2 separate regions of the Pan troglodytes genome follow, and region 1 is linked to region 2. A link is a contact called in public Hi-C data. All regions are on one chromosome and are shown on one strand. The core of a region is the stretch at or near the end of the contact, and the rest is flanking DNA. Distances in the headings are between cores, read along the strand shown. Region 1 overlaps SEZ6 (seizure related 6 homolog). Region 2 overlaps MYO18A (myosin XVIIIA).

What was found. A called contact is a pair of places that touch in the nucleus more often than the background predicts.
Region 1: a Hi-C map of stem cell-derived neural progenitor cells shows a contact between it and region 2, with 6 times the contacts expected there. The contact joins two enhancer-like sites. A contact is called at or near these places in 5 of 7 Hi-C or Micro-C datasets (blood, induced pluripotent stem cells, a lymphoblastoid cell line and 1 more), 1 of 1 datasets of contacts at active chromatin or transcription factors (stem cell-derived excitatory neurons) and 1 of 1 other capture datasets (stem cell-derived neural stem cells).

The regions. Positions count from the first base shown.
Region 1 is chr19:38,611,759-38,614,741 of NHGRI_mPanTro3-v2.0_pri, forward strand. It overlaps SEZ6 (seizure related 6 homolog), which reads left to right. Exons shown (of 17, transcript XM_511368.6): 4 at 1-119. Among named protein-coding and RNA genes, the nearest start is that of PHF12, 17 kb to the right of the region's middle. Within about 2 kb of position 1,458, at least 9 of the 24 cell types and tissues checked have an H3K27ac peak or open chromatin away from gene starts, as enhancers often do. A contact at or near this core is called in stem cell-derived neural progenitor cells, where this site is marked.
Region 2 is chr19:38,468,332-38,471,491 of NHGRI_mPanTro3-v2.0_pri, forward strand. MYO18A (myosin XVIIIA) reads left to right here. Exons shown (of 48, transcript XM_063798795.1): 21 at 1,482-1,623; 22 at 1,762-1,921; 23 at 2,758-2,944. Among named protein-coding and RNA genes, the nearest start is that of PIPOX, 69 kb to the right of the region's middle. Within about 2 kb of position 1,345, at least 4 of the 24 cell types and tissues checked have an H3K27ac peak or open chromatin away from gene starts, as enhancers often do. A contact at or near this core is called in stem cell-derived neural progenitor cells, where this site is marked.

The sequences.
Region 1 (2,983 bases), core at 208-2,707, 140 kb after region 2:
CAACCAGTCTTTCCTGCTGCGGGGCCAAGTCATCCGCAGCCCCACCCACCAAGCGGCCCTGAGGTTCCAGAGCCTCCCGCCACCGGCTGGCCCTGGCACCTTCCATTTCCATTACCAAGGTAAGGCCTGGGTAGTTGAAGGTGGAACCAGCCCAGACTCGCTGCCCTCCTTGCTGGGGAGGGGGGTCTCTGTGCAATTACATCCTAGAGGGAAGGAGCAGAGAGGGGCTAGTGACACATAGCACAAATGTCCAGTGAAGCTCTGGACAATTGGAGGTAAGTATCGCGTATCTGAAACCTCCAGGATCTTCTCTCTTCCACCCACCACCCTGCAGAGAGCTGGTCTTGACTCAGGATCAGGTAGCCTCTAGGTGTGCCCGTTGTCCCTCATTCATTCATTCAGCAAACTTTTCCTAGCACCTGCTCTTTGCCAGGCTTGTGCTGGACACTGGCAATGTCAGGATGCACCAAGGTCCTTGTCCTCAAGGAGTTCTTTCTCAGGAGGAGGCAGACACTTAAACAGGCAATAACAATAGAAGCCCTCCCCAAATGCAAGAGGGTGAAGGTCAAAGGGATCTGACAATGACCATCTGCTTAGCTGCCAGACTGCCCTTCCTGAACTGCCTCACCCACCTTGACCTGGCCCATGCCCCAATCAGCTCAGAACACCTCTGGAAATAAGGGAGCAGCATGATGTAATGAAAAAAAATCACAGACTCAGGCAATGGGCAGATCTGTGTTTGAATCTCCTCATTGGCTGTTGACCTTGGACAAGTCATTTGATCTCTCTGACCCTTCTGCTGTAATATGAAACCAAAACACCTACCCCACAAAGTCATGGTTAGGATTAAGCAAAATGGTACATGTCAAGTGCTTAGCACATGCTTCATTAAGGAAACCAGTATTACATGACTGGCAGGATGGGAGAGGGAGGAAAAGGGGCTCAGGACTTTGCCGCTGTCTCAGCTGTGTCCCTCCTACCCATCCCCCTCTCTGAGCACAAAGTCAGCTCGATCCTTTGCATGGGTTAACTAGTTGAGACTAGGGAGAACTAATAGGGAAATAATTGGTGTGAACAATCAAGGGATTGTCTTGCATTGTCATGGACCACTTCCGCGGTCCTGCAGGGGACCACAGCCGGGCAGAAAAGCCAGCACTCTGGAGATGGGGCTGCTTGGAACCCCACCTAAGGAGCACTCACCCTACCCTCACCCCTCCACCCAAACTAAGGGAGCAGTCTGGGAGCCTGGAAGTGGATGGGGCTGTAGAGTGGCTTGGCAGAGGCAAGGGGCCAGCTGAGGCAAGGGTGAAACGTCTAGGCGGCCCAGCTAGCCTCCCTAATGGCTCATCAATCCTCCCTGGCAGCAGGCATAATTTCACGCCATGATAACCTTCTCTCTTGCTGCAAATTCCTTTGCACAAAACTCCGGACCTCCTCTCTGTCGGGCCAGACAAAGGTGGCTGAATGGCAGTGAGCTGGAGGCCCAGCAAGGGGGAGCAACCTCCAAGGAAGGGCTGGAAGAGCTGGCCTGGTCCTGCCTCCTTCTCAGCTCCCAGAAGCCCTCCCTCGTCAGCCCAGTTTTTGTCAATGATCAGCTCTTGCCTTAATGAGTGTAATTCCCCTAATTATAGGCTGTAATTAGCCCTGATCCCAGAGATGGGAACAGGAGGAGCGTGTGCTCACACGCAAATCTCCGTGGGCTAGAGAAAGAGGGTGCCAGAAGAGGGGGTGAGGGGCCTAGTACCCACACCTGTGCTGGAGCTGTCCAAGCTGATGTTGGAGGTCACAAGGATGAGCCCTCACAAGGGCCTTATCGCAAGACCAAGTTCCAACTCCCCTCCAACAGCCTCAGGCAGGGTGGGGAGGCAGACGGCCCTGACAGACATCCCCCTCCTCCATCCTCAGCATTCCTGGCACTGGACTTGGCTCCAGAAACAGACTCCAGTGAGAAAATAACTCAACAGATTGCAGTGGTTCAGGCTCCCCGGGAACGGTTGTCATGGCAACAGGAGGAAGCTCATCCTGGGAAGTGATACTTTAACTACTATGGAGTCTGGGGGCTTCATTGTCTGCCCCCAGCCTCCTACAGTTCCAGCCCAGTTCCACCCCATTCCAGCCCAGTTTCCTCATCTGTGAAACGAGGGCCCTCCCTTACTAGAGTGGTGATAAGAACTCAAAGGGGAAGATGTAAGGGGAAATGCTGGGCCGGAGCCTGGCTCATGGTCTAGACCCCACTAGGCGTCAGTTAACCTCTTAACCTCCTCCACTCTGGGCGTGGTGCCCCACACCCCTTTCTTCGTCCCATCCTGGCCTGGGATCTCTCCCCAGGTCACTGTGAGTGGCTGCCCTGGACAACCACCCAGAGCAGGCTTGTCTGTTACTCTCAGATTTCTCTGACCCCTGAACCCAAGTTTCTACTTCAAATGGGGAAGCAGGTGGGGTGGTGGTGGAAAGCAAGAAGGCTTCAGAGCCCAGGAGCTTCAAGTTCCTGGTCTAGTACTTCCTTGCTGTGTGATGAGGGCACAGGGTCTCTCTGAACCTGTTCTCATCTGAAAATGGGCTCATAGCTCCTACCTTGCCTGCCTTTCTCCCAAGCATATTGTAGACATCAAGAAAGAAGAGTGTGAAGGCATTTTAGAATCTGGAAAGTACATGCAGATGTGAGGTGCTATTATTAATCAAGATTACAAACAATAACAGCAGGCTGATGTCTTAGGCATTTGTTCAGGAACTGCACATATGTCTTCTCACTTAACCTCCACAACCTTGGATGTAATACTGAAAATGGGTGGATAAATGAGGCAACTGAGGCACAGAGAATTTAGGTAACTTGCCCACGGTGGCACAGCACGTAGGGAAGAAGCCTGCATTCAAACCCAGGCAGTCTGACCCACAGCCCACCTGCTAAGCACTGCCCTGTACTGCCTGCCAAGCACAACTAGCCACTTACCGACCATTCTCTCCAGAGCCCCGTGAGAGACAG
Region 2 (3,160 bases), core at 95-2,594:
ATAAGGTGCTTTATTGGAGAACTGGCATTTTTGCGAGGCTGCCGACCTCCCTGCTCTGCTTTGATTCCTACCTCTCCCTCCCTCTTCTCTGCCATGAGGCCCTGCTTGGCTTGCACAAGTGGTGGGGCTGCGAAAGAGTGAGTATCCCCCCGGGGACAGATGTTTAAAGTGCCCAAGCACCGCATCTCCCCAGGGAAGTGAATTTTCTTTTCCTGACACCTGGGCTCCTATGGTGGCCTCACTCAGAACCGTTCTGAGGTTCCCGGGAGAGGGGGGATGTCAGCATGAGCAGCAGGAGTCAGACAGCATGTGGGAAGAGCTTGGCTCTCCTTTCTCTTCTGTGGTCTCTCCTGACTAATGGACCTTGGCATGGGGCGGCTGCACCCCTGGGGAAGGGGCCCTCGGTGCCAAGCCTGTCTTCCCATCTCATTGCTTCATTGCTCGTTCCTACTACTCGGTTCCTGCCACTAGAGTTGCCTTGGCCTTTGGCCACATTCTGCTTCCTTCTGGTAATCACGCCAACTCCCTTGGGCATCTGCCGGGAGGAGATGCAGGCAGCTGGGGTCAAAGAGAGGAAAAATGGCCCTTTTCTCACTTCTTTTTTCCTTCAGCCCCTGAAGGCCAGGCCAGAATAGGGTGTGGGGAAGGTTCCATCCTTCCTGCCCAAGAGAGATGCAGGAACTCCACAGAAAAGGCACCTTCAGGCCAGATGTGGCCACAGGCCTAGTTTGTTTGGCCTTCATGGGATATTTGAAATTGGAATTAGATATTTCTACCTTCTCTTGAAGAACCAGAGGGTTTATCAATGCTAGGCCAGTGTTCTTCCAGGAGAGCAGTTGGCTGCAGCTCAGTGGTGGTTTTTCCCTTTGGATAGGGATACCTGCTCTCTAGCTTGCCCCAGCCTCTACCCGTTTTGGCTGCCACGTCCGTTAAGTCACCTGTCTTCTTTTGGCCCTTGAGTGACCCTGCAGTGATCCCACCGGCAGCCATCTGAGCCCCCTCTGGGTTCTCTCCTTTCAGAGACCAGGATTAACCTCACAGCTGTCACTTACTGACAGCTTCCTTAGGGCCAACTCTTGTGCTCAGGGCCTTCCAGACTTTATCCCACTGCCAGGGAGTGAGAGCAATGTGGGGTTCATCCAAGTCCCTGGTGACCTCCGAGGGGACGAGGGTGGAGGAGTGCCTCGGGGCGCGGGCTCGGGCCAGCAGGAAGGCTGCAGTCTTTGGTGACTTTGGACTGGAGTGCTAAGCACCCTCTTTTGCTGTGGGCTTCCCTCTGCTCACTTTCTTGGCTCCCCTTTCCCCGGGCTGCCCGCTTCCTCCACAAGGTGTCAGCAGTGAGCGGCAGGAGCTGCGGCGTGTGCGTGTGTGCATGTGTGCACGTGTGTAGCATTCTGTAGGGTGTGTTTGGGCCCGGCACCACCCTGGCCCCTTTCCCACAGCTCCATATGACAAGGAAGGATTTCCTTCCTTCTCTGTAGGTCCGCTCGCTGGCCCGCACAGACGAGGCGAGGGGCCTGCTCTGGCTATTGGAAGAGGAGGCTCTGGTGCCAGGGGCCAGTGAGGACGCCCTCCTGGAGCGCCTTTTCTCCTATTATGGCCCCCAGGAAGGTGACAAAAAAGGTAGGTGGCATCCCTAGAGGGTAGCTCCTCTGCTTCCTCTTACATACAGGTGGGTCCAGGTGGCACTCCCTGGGAGGGGGCGGGGGTCACTTTGTGCCTGTACCCTGACAACCTAAATCTTGCTTCTCCCACCGTCAGGCCAAAGCCCCCTTCTGCACAGCAGCAAACCACACCACTTTCTCCTGGGCCACAGCCATGGCACCAACTGGGTAGAGTACAATGTGACTGGCTGGCTGAACTACACCAAGCAGAACCCAGCCACCCAGAATGCCCCCCGGCTCCTGCAGGACTCCCAGAAGTAAGACCACCACTCCCTCTGCCCCTGTCCTGTACCCAGGACTGTTTTGATTTTGGGGCTCCCTCCCCCTGGGGTTGTCTCAGAGGCCCCCTCACTAGCAAAGTAGATGGCCTTTATTCCTGAGAGGCAACAGCCCAGGGCACTTGGCCTTGAGGAGCTTGAGGGGCCTCTTGAAGTAGAGGTGGGAGGCAGACATGGTGGGAGAGCCTATGGTTTAAATGTGAAGAACACCCTCAAGTCAAAGAAGGCAGGAGTGGCCTTAGAAACCCCCAGCCCCATAGGCCCTGAGCGGCCTTAGAACCCCCAGCCCCACGGGCCCTGTCATCCGTTCTACTCTTCAGAAGATGGTTAGTGGGCACCTACCCTGCGACGGGGGCTTCTAGGTGCTTGGCAGATAATAGTGAACAAAACTGAACTCCCTGCCCTTGTGGAATTTACATTCTAATGGGAGAGACAGATAATGAACAATAAACATAATAAATAAATTATATCGTATGTTAGAAGATGTTGAACCCTAACCCCTCCTGTCACATTGGAAACTCTTCCACACCTTTGCCCTCCCTGGTTAGGGGAAGTAGATGAGTAGATTGCTCCCCTCTGTCCGATTCCTGTCCACCCCTTGGCTTCTGCCCACCTCTGGCTTTCTCTCCTTACTGTTTGAAAATTTCTCCACAGTTTGTTTCTCTGTAGGGTGTGGGGCATGCAGTTCAGGTAGCCAGGCCCCTGGACGTGGCTGAATGGGACTGTTTAGTGTTCTGGGGCCTTGGGGGAGGAGCGGCCTTTCCCACTCCATCGATGTGACTGCTTTTCCTCCCTTATCCTCCCACCTCTGGCAGAAAAATCATCAGCAACCTGTTTCTGGGCCGCGCAGGCAGTGCCACGGTGCTCTCTGGCTCCATCGCGGGCCTGGAGGGCGGCTCGCAGCTGGCACTGCGCCGGGCCACCAGCATGCGGAAAACCTTTACCACAGGCATGGCGGCTGTCAAAAAGAAGTCACTGTGCATCCAGATGAAGCTACAGGTGGTGAGTGCCAGCCGGGCCCCAGCAGGCAGGCCTGGGGACCCTTCCTTACCCCTGGTAGGCAGGCCTGGGGACTCCGAGCACACTGAGGCCATCTGGTGCCCACTCAGCGTCCCACTGTGACTCAATGGCTGCTGGTGGGGGTCTTCTTTTCAGTGCTGCCACCTGTGAGTGGCCACCCAGGCCCGGCGAGGGCAGAGTTGTCCAGGTTTAGCATGT